Regions from separate parts of the Sus scrofa genome. Here region 2 is linked to region 1. Evidence: chromatin contacts called from public promoter capture Hi-C data. All regions are on one chromosome and are shown on one strand. The core of a region is the stretch at or near the end of the contact, and the rest is flanking DNA. Distances in the headings are between cores, read along the strand shown. Region 1 holds the start of TBC1D23 (TBC1 domain family member 23). Region 2 holds the start of CMSS1 (protein CMSS1).

Evidence for each region. Promoter capture Hi-C pulls out the DNA fragments that hold promoters and counts their contacts.
Region 2: a promoter capture Hi-C map of fetal liver shows a contact between it and region 1, with 4 times the contacts expected there. The contact joins the promoter of CMSS1 here to the promoter of TBC1D23 in region 1. A contact is called at or near these places in 3 of 5 promoter capture datasets (fetal liver, liver and skeletal muscle), 1 of 47 Hi-C or Micro-C datasets (blood) and 2 of 2 datasets of contacts at active chromatin or transcription factors (alveolar macrophages and skeletal muscle).

The regions. Positions count from the first base shown.
Region 1 is chr13:158,723,148-158,730,786 of Sscrofa11.1, forward strand. TBC1D23 (TBC1 domain family member 23) reads right to left here and starts at 6,138. Exons shown (of 19, transcript XM_021071307.1): 1 at 5,867-6,138. The coding sequence starts at 5,919.
Region 2 is chr13:159,190,359-159,197,590 of Sscrofa11.1, forward strand. CMSS1 (protein CMSS1) reads right to left here and starts at 1,768. Exons shown (of 10, transcript XM_021071314.1): 1 at 1,568-1,768. The coding sequence starts at 1,631.

The sequences.
Region 1 (7,639 bases), core at 4,888-7,387:
TATACATACAAGGTAACTTCTAGCACTTTTAATGCAGAAAAAAATGCATCAGTTTTTTTTCCCCAACCCCAACCCCTCCAACCAAAGCACTGATGTGGAAACTGAAAGAGTTTATATCCTTTGCCTCAAGGAAAGAATGAGATGAAAACAGCACAACACCAAACACATAATAATCTGTTTCTACTACAAATTTCCACCTTACTTAAAAATGAAGTAAGCAATACCACCAATACCACCAATATTTCTTTTCTTGAAACTATCATTTTGGAAAGTAAAGGAATAATTACTATAAATGAGGTGACAATATTTTGCAACATTTGGGCAATTCTTTCAAAAGGTATTCTACCAATGGAGATCATAGTTTGGCAAAGAAATGCATAATGTGTTTATTTTTTTAATCTAAATTCCAACCATCAGCAATAACTTATTCAATAAAAAAGATGGTATTTATTTTCATGTCAGTGGTTATATCTAAGTGGAATCTACAAAATAAACTCAAGAATGTTTGGTATTCAATTGCATACTTATACAACATGAATTCATCCTTCTATGTGTCATTTTTATACTTCAAAACAGTGACTAGACTCTTTAAAGAGGGACAATAACTACGAGGAAGCTATTTTAAAAGCAAGCTTCTTATTTCTCCAACATCACTGAATAAAAACAAAACAATTACTGAGATGATAAAGTTATTAAAACTTTAACTGTTTACATATTTGTTTTTTGGCCACACTCATAGCACATGAAAGTTCCTGGTCCAGGGATTAAACCCAAGTCACAGCAGTGACAATGCTGAGTCCTTAATCAGGGAACTCCTAAATGTTCTAACTAAATATTACTGTTGTGCTCTAACTGTAAATAAGTAAATTAAAATAAATTATAATTTTATTTTCATATGACATAGGTACATATAGTATAACTGTATTACTTATATATTTATATTGTTTAACATATAGTTATATACATTTATTTAAATACACACCATATATTAGACTATCTAGATTAACTAGATATACCTAGATGATACTGTAACCATAATATCATAAGATCAAAACTAACCTATTTAAGTGATTTTTAGCAAAGAGGTATGAGAACACATTACGCTAATCAGAGAGATACAAAGTTATAGTATATAATGCTCTGTGTCACATCCGAGCATGTCAATTATGAACTGTCCCTTTTTGTGGATGCAAAAAAGACAATGTGGTACACAACTTATGCATACCCTTAGGGTCTTGTAAATGCCATGGATAATACACACATACCTTAACAAAGCACACCTTTGAATATTACATCTTTCAAAACAGTTTACGATAGAGTACAGGATTAGCATATTTTTAACTGGGCTCTCTCTAGCTGTCTGTTAAAGTTATTTGATAACTACACGACATATAGGCAATCAACTTTAGAAAGAGCTCAGGGCTTCAACAGCCATGAGTTTAAGTCCCAGACTTTCTACTAACTGGGTCTCTTTTCTAACCTTCCTAAGCCTTTTCCCTCATCAAAAAAGCCTTTTCTCTCAACAAAAAAAAAAAAAAACAAAAATTCATAATTTCCCTTTCTCGTAGAATTGTTTTAAGAGCCAAAATGAGATAGTATATATAAGCATTATATAAAGGATAAAGCTCTATGCAAATATATAGCATTTTCTTGAAGTTTCTCACTGAAATATTAAATAGCACCATAGCTACTAGGTTTTTTTGGGGTTTTTTTTTTTTTTTTATTTGTCTTTATGCCATTTCTTGGGCCGCTCCCGTGGCATATGGAGGTTCCCAGGCTAGGGGTTGAATCAGAGCTGTAGCTGCCAGCCTACGCCAGAGTCACAGCAACGCCGATCCGAGGCGAGTCTGCAACCTATACCACAGCTCACTGCAACGCTGGATCCTTAACCCACTGAGCAAGGCCAGGGATCGAATCCACAACCTCATGGTTCCTAATTGGATTTGTTAACCACTGAGCCACGACAGGAACTCCTGGATCAGGTTTTAAATGTTTCAATTTTTTTCTAAAGTATTGTATAGCATCCTGAATACAACCAGTATTTAGTTAATGTTTGCTGAAAGAGTTAGGAATGCTTTCCTAACCTGTTTTGCTTTTTGATACATGTGGGGGGGGGGCACTGTCTTTGGTTTATACCAAGTAGAATCCACATTTCACCATAAGCAGCAGAAATGATTTGCCAAGCAGCCATTATCAATTCTGTTCAGAAGACACCTACTCATGAATTGGCTGTGTATTGCAGTACACTTAACTGGTGCTTCACAATTACTTGAATTGCCACACTGTACCTAAATAGAGAATGCACCTGTACTCTCAGCAGTAACTACAAATAAATGGAAATAAATTAACCCAATACATTTCTTCACTATGCAAAAAAATTACTAACTCTTACCTGTGAATATTAGAATATCCACAGGAATAAAATCCTAGAAGTGAATTATTATTTGGGAATTACCTCCAAAGACAGTAAAATCTGAATTACAACATTATAGCATAAACAAAATAAGTCTTCATAATTTCTATTTTTTGTCTGCCCTCTACCTACAGTTTACAAAATGAAACAGTGTCATTTAAAAACCCGTAATTTGGAGTTTCTGTTATGGCTCAGCAGGTTAAGAACCCAACAGAGTGTCTGTGAGGATTTGGGTTGGATGGATCCCTGGCCTCACCCAGTGGGTTAAGGATCTGGCGTTGCTGTGAGCTGTGTCATTGGTAACAGACACGGCTCAGTTCCCACATTGCTGTGGCTGTGGTGTAGGCGGGCAGCTGCAGCTCTGATTTCAACCCCTAGCGGGAGAACTTCCATATGCCACAGGTCTTAAAAAGTCCTTAAAAAAAAAAAAAAAAAAAAAGAAAAGAAAAAGAAAAAGAAAGAAAGAAACGAAAGAAAGAAAAGAAAAAAAGAACCCTAACTCAAGTCAATACAGTTCATTTTCTCTTCATTTTCTGTAAGGTAATATTTAGTCCTCCTAGAACTACAAGCTGTCAATATTCTTAAGGAGTGGGTTTCATCCTCTTTCATATTAAATGTATTTCCTGTATATCATGTCTGAAACTGCAATCACCTACTCCTAAAGTGATATATTTTAAATCTCTATTTCAATGCTTATAAGATGGAAGCACTGAGAGTACTGTTTACAAAGTGCACAAAACTTTGAAAAAGACCCCATTATTCTCAAAACAATTCCTATTCACATCTCAAATTAATAGAAGCTTCTTTATGGAACTGATATTCCTACAATTTTAGGGAAAGTTTAGAAGCAATTTAAGAAGACTTGTACAAAAATTTTTAACTAAGCAAATTCAAAATACAAACAGTTGCACAATTAATGTGTATAGCAAAAAAAATTTTTTAAATCATGACTTTAAATCTTAAGGAATTATTTCAGAAAGGAAAGCCTCAGAAAATCAAAGCGTATATTCAATTCCCAAAGCTGGTTTCTTCAATACCAAGAATAATGAACTCTGAATTGCATTAATTTATTTTCAAACCTGTAGCTTACATTAACTTTTTAATTAAATTTAAATCATTTCAAACTGTAATATTTTTACAAGAATTTTTCCATGCCCTCTGAGCCTACAAGCTGAAAGCTTACACTTTCATATAGTTTAAGAGCTGAGGCAGTTTCTGATAACCTTGGCTTTCCATTTAAAAAAAATGACCATGACCATTACACCAGCAGACAATTACACAACTCACAAAAACAGTGGAGTAAGAGAATGTATATGAAATGACAACTTGGTATGTTATTGCACAGGATATTACAGAAGTCTATTCATTCACGAACACATCCAGACAATAAACATTTACTGAGCGACCTGCTAACAGCCACTGCCCATGAAAGGTAGTTCACTATCTAAAGAGCAATGATAAATCATGAAATCAAACAAATTTTACAGCATAAGTATGTAATACATATATAAATGTGTTTGTTGATTTAATATAACATATAGTATAGAGAGATAAATTTCTCTGACCAATTCATTCTGTGACATACATTATCTAGAACCCTGATAACTAGAGTAGGGTCCATGAACCAGAAATGTCATCACCCAGGAGCTAGTCAGTCAGTCCCAAGAAAATCTACTGAATCCGAATCTTCATTTTAACAAGATCTCCAGGTAATCCCAATGCACATTTAAATTATGAGAAGCACTTATCTAGAACATAATTACAATGATTATGTTGAAATGTTTCTTTTTAGTTTTTAATGTAGTTCCTAGAAAATTTTAAATTACATATGTGGCTCACATTACACTTCTATTGAAAAGTGCTGGCCTAAATCCTACTCATTTTTTCAAGGCCTAATTCAAACATGTCTGCCTCATGAAGTTTACCCCAAGAACTACAAGTCGACTTGGTTTCTGTCTCCCTGAACACTCATAATATTTTCATTCACATTTCCAAAGAACCCAAACAATTCTACCTCCTTAGCAAGTGTATCTGTTACAGCTCCTTAACTCCAAGATAAGCAAACTTAGAAAATAAACTATATCTAACTATACCTAACTATAAGTTTTCATCCACCTTGGAGAGTGCATGTACTAAGGCGATGCTTGCTATCTGCCAAATGAGAGGTGAATTTCTCAATTATTACAATATCTATCCCTCTCAATGACTTACACTTCTTTTACAAATGTCCAGGATTATTTTTAGGCAGAGAGAGTGCCAGTGAGCTGTATATGTATAATAGAAGCAAGCAAATCTAAAACTATCTAATACATGCTGTCAATACACTTAAATCCATTTTAAGTAAGTAAAAACTCGACAAGCTTCTAAAGGTTTTGCTTTTTTAAAATGACGTTAGCTTTAAAAGTGTTTTGGGAAGATTTCAAAAGTAGCAGACTTTTCCAGAGATTAACGACACTCTGTGACTAAAGTCTACCAAAAAATTGCTGGACGGAGTTCCCGTCGTGGCTCAGCGGTTAACAAATCCAACTAGGAACCATGAGGTTGAGGGTTCGATCCCTGGCCTTGCTCAGTGGGTTAAGGATCCGGCGTTGCCATGAGCTGTGGTGTAGGTCGCAGACGTGGCTTGGATCCCACGTTGCTGTGGCTCTGATGTAGGCCGGTGGCTACAGCTCCGATTCAACCCCTAGCCTGGGAACCTCCATATGCCGCGGGAGCGGCCCCAAAAAATGGCAAAAAGAAAAAAAAAAAAAGAAAAAAAAATTGCTGGAGGTCCTCATCACAACCCCCAGTATAAATCGGGTAAGCATGAAAAGGCCTGGGCGGAGCAAGAGCGATGTCCTACATCGCAACCCAAGCTCTGAAATCGAGCTGTAGGGAAAGTGGTAGGAAGGGAAAAAACTTGTGTGAAAGAGAAGATAGAAACTACTGGAACGTAAAATGAGAAATAAAAACTAGGACAAAAAATACCTCAATTATGTATGAGGGATCCTCCCTAGGTGTATTTCTCAACCTCTGAACCCTCGGGCAAAGGTCGGGTTAGCAATTTCAAGTGGTCTTTTCTTCAAGTATTCAGGTGCCTCAGATCTCCATACGCTAAACTTCTCTCCTAACCAGCCTAATGTAACTCTTCGGAGGCAGGAACTACGGCCAAACCAAGCCCTGAAGCCACATATCTCCAACATGTTTTGGAAAGCGGTGGATGAAAATGGAAGGCTGAAGTGAGGCCCAGCTCCTGGACGACACTCCCCTCCCTACGAGTCCGGCCTGAGACCCCTGGGCACGACAGGACTGCCAGAGGGGACCCGGCGGGCAGAGGGGGCGGGGCAGGGCGCCGGACTCGCAGGACTGGTCTTCCCGTTCCATACCGGCGCCTGCTGGTTCCTCGGGGACCGGCAAGGTGGTGACAAGGAAGAATAGAGGGGCAGTGCGAACCAGCCCAGGGCTTTCACTCACCAGCCGTCGCCGCTCGACGTTGGCGGTGGCGGGACCTCTTCTCCTTCCGCCATTGCTATTGACGTCCACGTCACTTTGCCGAAAAGTGGACCCGGCGCCGAGACCGACTGAAACCCAATGTCGCAAAAGGGCCTCGGAAGTCTGGGACTGAGCTTCTGGATGAGGGAAAGGAAGACTGGAGGAACTCAACGTCACGACGTCCCGAGGGCGAAAGGCAGCTTGGAGGAGGAGACTCGGTGAGGTGCTGCCCCGCCAAAGACTACGTGTCCCAGGATGCCGCAGGGCCTGGGCCGTGCGCAGTGGGCGGGGCTTGGTGAGGGCCTGCGCCCCAGTAGGAGGCCTTGTGAGCGTCGCTTCTTGGCGTCCAGTTAGCGTCTTCGTTCCGTCTTGGCGTCCTACTTGAAGTCAGATTTGAGAGGCCTAGAGAGTGGGGAGAGGAGGCGAGGTGAGAAGTCCACAGGGACGGTGGAGATAGGAGAGTCATATATGAACTATTTCCTAGAGTAACAGTTGTGTTTGAGGAGAGAGTGGGATGTGAGGAAAAGTCACAACCACCCCTCTTTGTGGGGTACGGTCACACGTACAAATGGTGACCACATACTTGATGTCTGAATAGAAGTCGTATTAAAAAAAAAAAAAAAAAAAAAGCGCTAAACAGTAAAGGAAATCTGCTCCAGCCGCCCACCTTTGTAAACATACCTTTCTAATATGGAAGATCAAGTCCAAATTTAGAATTCCGGAACTCTGTGGAGTTGCAGGCAGGGATCACTGCCACGTTTCTTCTCTTCCCGCGCCACTTCCCCCTTCACTCCAAATGAGAGGACACCACGGCCTCCACATCCAAGCTCAGTCCACACCATCACCACCAAAGCACCAGCTCTTTGTTTCCTCTTGACCACCCCTGGGCCTAACAGTAGACATGAGTTCAGGAGGTTGGACCTAGGGAGATGCTTTTGCAAATCCTGGACCCAATGCTCTTGAAATAGAGCCACATGTATCAATATAGATAATCTGGAAAATATGATGTTAAAAGAACAGAACAGACTGCAGAAGGGCAGATAAAGTACAGTGTCATATTGGGTGTTAAAAATAGGCAACATGGGAGTTCCTACTGTGGCTCAGTGGTAACCAACCCCACTGGTATCCATGAGGAAGTGAGTTCAATCCCTGGCCTTGCTCAGTGGATTAAGGATCTGGTGCTGCCATGAGCTGTGGTGTAGGTAGTAGACATGGCTCAGATCTGGTGTTGCTGTGGCTGTGGTGTAGGCCAGAGGCTACAGCTCTGATTGGCTCCTAGCCTGGGAATTTCCACATGCCTGGGGTGCAGCCCTTAAAAAAAAAAAAAGGGCAGCACAATGTATTTATTAATAGATGCATATATGCTTTTTAGAAATGCACCAGAATGATATATTAGAAAAATCGGAAGGGCAGTTCTCAAGGATAAACACAGCCAGACATTAGTTAAAGCAGCAAAACAGTTTGACAGTAGGGGAAAGGACTGAGCTCCATCCTGATTTGTTCAGAGATGATTAGGGGTTTTAAAGGGAGAATGAGCCAGCAGGGAGATCGGGACTCATTAGAGTTAGATAAGTGAAAAATGACAAAGCCTTGGTCAGTGTAATTGTGTCTAGGCCAGCTGTATCTGCTAGCTGGCAATTTTTGAGTTTAGGATTTTTCCCTCCCACAGAAACTGGGAGGCAGAGATCCTGTCCTTCCTGATGATTGAATACATTTCAAAGGAATAGCTCTCAGGTCCTTGAGAAGGACACTTCT
Region 2 (7,232 bases), core at 518-3,017, 460 kb after region 1:
AAGGGAATTCAACTATTTCTTTCTTTCTTTCTTTTTTTTTTGGTCTTTTCTAGGGCTGCACCTGCAGCATATGGAGGTTACCAGGCTAGAGGTCCAATGGGAGCCAACGCCACAGCCACGGCAATTTGGGATCTGATCCAAGTCTGCAACCTACAACACAGCTCACGGCAACGCTGGATCCTTAACCCACTGAGCAAGGCCAGGGATCAAACCCGAAACCTCAGGGTTCCTAGTTGGACTCATTAATCACTGAGCCACGACAGGAACTTCTCAACTATTTCTTAATTGGCCTCTATCCTTGAATCATACCATAAAATACAGCTTTTAACACCTTAGTTACAGGGGGCAGAGGTTATTAAAGTAAAAGTGAAATACCACAGCCTTAAAAGAAAGGCATTTGTACCTTCAAGAAGAAGCATACATTTGCTAGAAACAGAGCAACAAAGAGGAAGTTTAATCAAGGAAGTATCACACTGGCAACATTTAAAAAAAAGACATTTGCTTAGTCTGTACCTGAAGCCTGCCCTTCTGGAAACAATGCTGTAGCAGAATTTTGTCTTTAATGGATATTTCTCAACTCATATTTCAAGACTAACGTTTGCAGCAAATATGTATCAACTGTCAATCATGTGCACAGTCCTGTGGACTTTACAGACATGATCAGGTTTTTGCTTTGTTCTAATAAATATTATAATCTAATAAGGAAAGAGGCCAACTTTGAAGGATGATTTAAAAAACAAAAACTGTACATTAAGCCATGGGACTTGAAAGTTCAAGGCCAGCCTGTGGTGAGGAGTTACTTAAGGTGACTCAAGGATAAAATGTTCACTGAATTGGCAGCCAGTACACATAGAATAATAAACATTGTCCAAATTGTATCAACTGAATTCTAGTCTTGTTTCTGACACCAACTAGCTTTAGGATCTTGTCAGGTTACTTGACATCTTTAGGTTTCACGTTCCTTATCTCTCAACTGGGAGAGTCCAAGTGAATCTCTAAGTCTCCTTTAGGCCAAATAATCCAAATTACATGATGATGATAGCAAGAAAAAGTAAAGTTTTTATTTACCTCGTACAAATGGTGCCAAAGTGCACCATTTGTATTATCTTCATTTAAACTTCGCAACAATCTTACGCAATTACCATTATTATCCTTATTTTACAGATGAAGAAAAGGAAGCGAAATAGTATTAGAGGCCTGGAGTCGCGATGTGAACATAAGCAAATTGGACCTAATCTAGGAATTAACCCTTAACCACTAAGCCTAAACTCCCTGTCTCCGCGAAAACTGTCATATCTATTAAGAAACAGGAAAACGAAAAGCAAAAGCTGCTTGGGAAGGGTTTTTTCCCAAATGGAAGGCAGGTCTGAGTTACTGTCACACTTGTCTGTCTCACGTGTTAGTAAATCTCCCACACCACTTGCTCCGTGACGATAGGGTGTTCCCTCAGCGGTGCGCACCTCGGCGGGGCAGAACCCGGCGACCGCCAGAGGCTGGCGGGGGCTGAAGTGCAAAGAAGGGCTGGGGGGTGGGGGAGGCCCCGCAGCAACGCGGGCACAGTGGGTACCTGGGCTGCTGGCTGCTCTTGCTGGCTGGTTCTCCCACCACTCATCTCCAAGATCGTCTGCCATCTTCACGCAGAACTCAACGTGGAAGGACCACTAGCGAAAAGCAGCTGCTGGTTGGGACTCACGCCGCCTCAGAGGCAGGCAGCCGGCGTTGCAGCACGCGGAGTCTCTCCTCAGGCACCGTCGCCTCCGCCCCGCGGCGATGACGTCACAACCTCCGCCCCGCCTCCTCAGCAGCTGCGCCCAACTCGTCGCAGTTTCTACTTGTGCTCATGGGCGGGTTCAGTCTGGAGACTCAAAATAACCCCCCTCCCACAAAAGCAAAAAGAAAAGAAGGTATGTAAACAAAGGAAGTTTTATCATCCGTTTAAATGCTTCTTTTAGAACTTTCTGTTTAAATTTTATTTTTGCTGAATGGATATTGTCGAAAGTGTGAGACGGAATGCTAAGATAATTTTTCTCAGTTAGGTTTCAAAGAAGTTGAGGCGCGGGAGAAGGCCGGAGCACGTGGATGTGTTTTCGTTGGTGTGTGGGTATTGGGACATCCGTGTGTTTGTATTGTTTGCTTTTAGGAAATGTGCACAACTCATGACCATGAATTTTGGACCTTTGTTGTAGATAAAGGTAATGCTTTTTTCAAACGATATGAGTGAAGAAAATGTCGACTTGTCCAGAAGGGCGTGCCCACAGTCGCACCCAAGAAGTCCCTAACTTTACAAGTTGATGACTTCCCCACCCCCTCCCCTTCTGTTGCTCCCCGTCCCGTCATTGTGAAACGAATAATAAGGGAGCTCTTTTCTGCCCAAGTAGAGGTAAGTAAGAGACCTACAGTTCTTGTCTCACTACTTGAAATGGCAGAGATGGGCAGAGAAAGCACGCTTGGTGCCGAGTGGTAGGGCCAGCTGTAAAGTAAGTATGTAGACGGTACTTTTCAGGACAGCATTGGTACACTGAGGTGAAAGTCATACAAAAATGTATTGAATACACGATGCTTGGAATACTGGTTTAAGAATGAGTAGGGGGGAGTACCCCTTTTGGCTCATGGAAGTGAACCGGGCTCATGTCCATGATGGTTCGAGTCAGATCCCTGGCCCCACTCAGTGGGTTAAGGATCCAGCGTTGCCTGAGCTGTCGGATCTGGCGTTTCTGTGGCTGTGGCATAGGCTGGCAACTGTAAATCTGATCTGAACCCTAGCTTGGGAACTTACATATGCCACACTGCAGCCCTTAAAAAAAAAAAAATGAGGCTCATCGGATTCCCCAATAATATCCATGAGTATGCCGGTTAAGCCCTGGCCTCTCTCAGTGGGTTAAGGGTCCCACCTTACATCAAGCTGGATCTGTGTCTGTTGGGTAGGCTGGCAGCTGCAGCTCGATTCAGCCCCTAGCCTTGGAAATTCCATATGTGCAGAAGTAAAAAGGAAAAAGTAAATAAAAAAACAGCGGGATCCTTAATCTGCTGGGCCACAAGAGAACTTCATATCCTACTATGGAGGAGTTCCCTTGTGGCCCAACGGATTAAGGATCTCGCTGTTGTTGCTGCAGCGGCTTGAATTGCTCCTGTGGCAGGGGTTCAGTCCCTGGTCCTGGGAACTTCCATGGGTGCAGATGGGACGAAAATAAAATAAAATAAAGATGAGTGGATATGATCCCACCTTCTGTATGTCATCAACTTCAGTAGAGGAGATTCAGCTTGTAAGAATAAAGGTCTAAACTAATGATAAGGCTACATCTTCATTAATGATAGGACCAGAACTCTTAATCTGATGAGGATTCATATGTTGAAAACTGCCCCAAAGCCACCCAATATGTGACTTATAAATGCATTACTAATTAGACTTTATTGGTATGCCATAAGTGCCCTAAAAGGGAAAATGTTAGATGTAAATGTGGCAAATGTTAAATAATCTGTAACCGTTGAAAGTAATGTGTATTTCAGGAGGAAATGTAAATGGCAGAAGATTATAATGGTTGATTGAAAAGTTAGATAAATACCGATGTGAAAGAGAAAGTGCTATGACGGATAAGAATATGAAAAGATGCTCTGTGTCATTATTAATCTGAGAAATGCAAAAAAGACTACAATGAGATGCTGTTTGTCATTCGGCAAATTGACACAATTAAGAAGTCTGGCAGTACCAAATTCTGGAGAGTATGTTCATCAATGGGAATTCTTAAACATTACTGCCTTGAGTGTAAATTGGTACAGCCACTTAGAAAAGCAATATGGCAAAATCCTCTAAAGGTCAACATACACACCTTATTATCCAGCAATTTTCACTCCTAACTATGTACATTTGGGAAACTTTTGCATTTGTGTGCCAAGAAACTATAAAAGAATATTCACAGCAACAATTTTAATAATAGCAAAAAAGTGGGAACAAACCAAATGTTTTATATAGGAAAATGGATAACTAAATTATTGTATAGCCACACAATTAAGCAGTGTAAATGAATGAACACACGTAATAACATGGATATATTTTGGAAATGTAATGGTTAATTTAAAAAACTCAAGGCCCCGATACTATTTTATAAAGTTCAAGTATAAGGAAAACTAAAATTGTTTAGGCAAAAAAATACATATATTGTTTTAAGGTAAGAAAATGGTAAGCATAAAATTCAGGATATGGATTGGTGGGGGAGAGGAGTGTTAAGGGAGATGGGATTAGAAAGAACAAAGGTAAATAAATTATTGGTAAAGGTATAATTCAGATAGAGTGGATGTACATTTAAATATGCTTTATAACTTATAGGTATGTTAATGTATTTTTGTGGTATCCAATAACATTTATTTGTATAATTTAAAATAAAGGGATTTCCTGTCGTGCCTCAGCGGTAATGAACTAGTATTCATGAGGAGGCAGGTTCAATTCCTGGCCCTGCTCAGTGGATTAAGGTTCCAGCATTGCCATGAACTGTGGTGTAGGTTGCAGACACGGCAGCTCAGATCCCATGTCGCTATAGCTATAGCTATGGCGTAGGCTGACAGCTGCTTCTCCGATTTGACCCCTAGCCTGGGAACGTCCATATGCCGCAGGTGCGGCGCTAAAAAATGCAATAAAATAAAATAAAGGGAAAAGATCCATTTATACAAAAGATAAATTTTCAGTTAAGTTACATTAGGTACTATTCATTAAGAACCCACTAAAAATGCCACTTGATGACCCTTTATCTCAAATGACACTCAAAGATGCCAGACAGTCCTAATACTTTTCCCAGGTGAGTTCACTTTCCCACTGCCCCTGACCTCATCCCAAGATCAGCCTTCTTCTTGGCCATGTATCCCCCACTTTTATGTTTTTCTGTCCTCCCTCAAAATCAGCAAGTGCCAGCACTCTCATCCTGGTTGTGTTCTCATCTGATTCACTGATAAATCTGGTTGGATCTATCTCCAAAATATATCCCAAATCTAACCATCCTTCCCATCACTTCCCCCACTGCAGCCTAGGTCTGAATTAGTCGTCTCTTCCTTGGACCACTGTAATAAGGTTCTCGGCAGTATCTCCTCTTCTTTTCTTGTCCCGCCTCAGTCTTGCTTCCTCATAGCAGTCAGAATCATAATGAAACTACCCTGTTTAAAATGTTTCAATCATCTCTCATCACACACCCACTCCCCCATCACCTTGAGAACTGTAATTGCATCGCTTATTCACTACCATGGCTCCAAGACCAAGGATAGGACCTGGCACAGAGTAGACATTCACAGGATATTGATAACCTGTCAGAAATCGAACTCCTTTTACTCTGTTTTATTCACCAAACAGCCTTCTAATAACCTACTTTGTTTCCTAAGTCAGATTTCCTTCTGGCAACAGATATTAAGGCTCAGCAAACTAAGGCCCCCACCCAAATGCAATCCATGCAACCTTATTCGTGGTGAACTAAGAATATTTTTTACATTTTCAAAGCATTGTAAAAACAAAACAAAAATGAAATAGACCAACAACAAAAAGAAAAGAGAATAGAAATATGCAACAGAGATTGTATGTGACCTCATGTATTTATTATCTGGTCCTTAAAAGTGTGCTACTTCAGATTATATTGATTAGTTATCCTAAGTTGTACATCCATTTAACTGTTATATTTGTCAGTGAATTGGCATCCCACTTTGTAAATCAGTCTGTTATAAAATCCTGCATCCTAGTATCTGATTAACTCATCCAGCATGGCTGAAAATGCTCAGTCTTTATCTGCTCCTTTTCCTTATACAGTTTCTGAATGAATTTTGTGAGAATTTAGAGGAGAAAGCATTCACTTTCAGCGGGGTAAACTGAAACGCTTTCATAAAGGAGATGGTACTTAAACTTGACCTTGTCAGTATTGTCTTGGACAAGTCATTTAACTTTGCTGGGCTTCACCTTGCTCATCTGTAAAATAAAGCAAAAAAATTGTGTGATCTCTGAGGTCTCTTCCAACTCCTTTCATTAATATTGAATGTCAGACCAAGAATTCTGGATACTGTTGTTCATTAGATGCAAAAGATGTGATGGAAATACTGTTTTAGGAAAACTAAATTGGTGTTACTGTGCAGGTTAGATAACAGATTTGAGCAGAACTTTCCACCTGGCATGGATGTGCTAAGATACTGACCCCTTCAGTCTTTGGTGTAGGCAGAGCCCCTGGGCCAGTTGCTTCAGGATGAGGGTAGCCTCATCTCTTTATCCCAGTGTTATACAAATACAGCCATTTTCTATAGATACTATGATGTAAAATGGTTGGGAAGGACTGAATTGGAGGGAAAAAATTTAAAGGCTTTTTTGTGAAGGTTCACTATACAGTAAAAAGAGCTCAATCAGAGTAGGGACTCTTAGTCCTTGAACCCAGTTTATAAATGTACTTCAGGGAGTCCATGAGTCCCGAGGATGTATTCAAATTTTTACATCATATGAGCAATAAAAAATATTAACAGCAGCAGCAACAGGTTCTAGGTAGCTCTCTAAGCATTTTATACCTTTTTTTTTGCTTTTTAGGGCCACACCCATGGCACATGGAAGTTCCCAGGCTAGGGGTTGAATCGGAGCTGTAGCTGCTGGCCTACACCACAGCCACAGCAACACCAGATCTGAGCTGCATATGCAATCTACACCACACCTCACGGCAACACTGGATCCCCAACCCACTGAGCGAGGCCAGGAATTAAACCCGCATCCTCATGGATACTAGGTGGATTTGTTTCCACTGTCCACAATAGGAATTCTGAATTTTATATCCTAATTCCTCTAATCATCATAACTCCATGAAGAGCTGTGCTGGATTGGATATTTTCAATTTAACACTCTACCTTTCTGTGCCCTAGAAAGCTAATGTCCCTCTGAGCTCTGCCTTCAAATTTGGATTTAGCAAATTGTAGATGATGGTAAGAAATCAAAGGATGAGAGAAAATAATACCCCATGGTCCTCTTTTCAAGGCTGGGACTGGAGCAACTAGCCAGCCTAAGTTCGACATCCATTTAACTATTCTATTTATCAGTGTACTGGCATCCTGATTTGTAAATCAGTGTGTACTTCAATATGTCCTCTGGCAAGCAGAGGCCTAGGATGCAAAATTTAAGGAGTCACTCTCAGGATAGTATTTGTGCAAACCTGAGATGGAGCTCCTCATTAAATGTGCTAGGGGTGCCTGCTTGCCTTACTCTAGTCCTGGCCCTTAATTCTCTACTT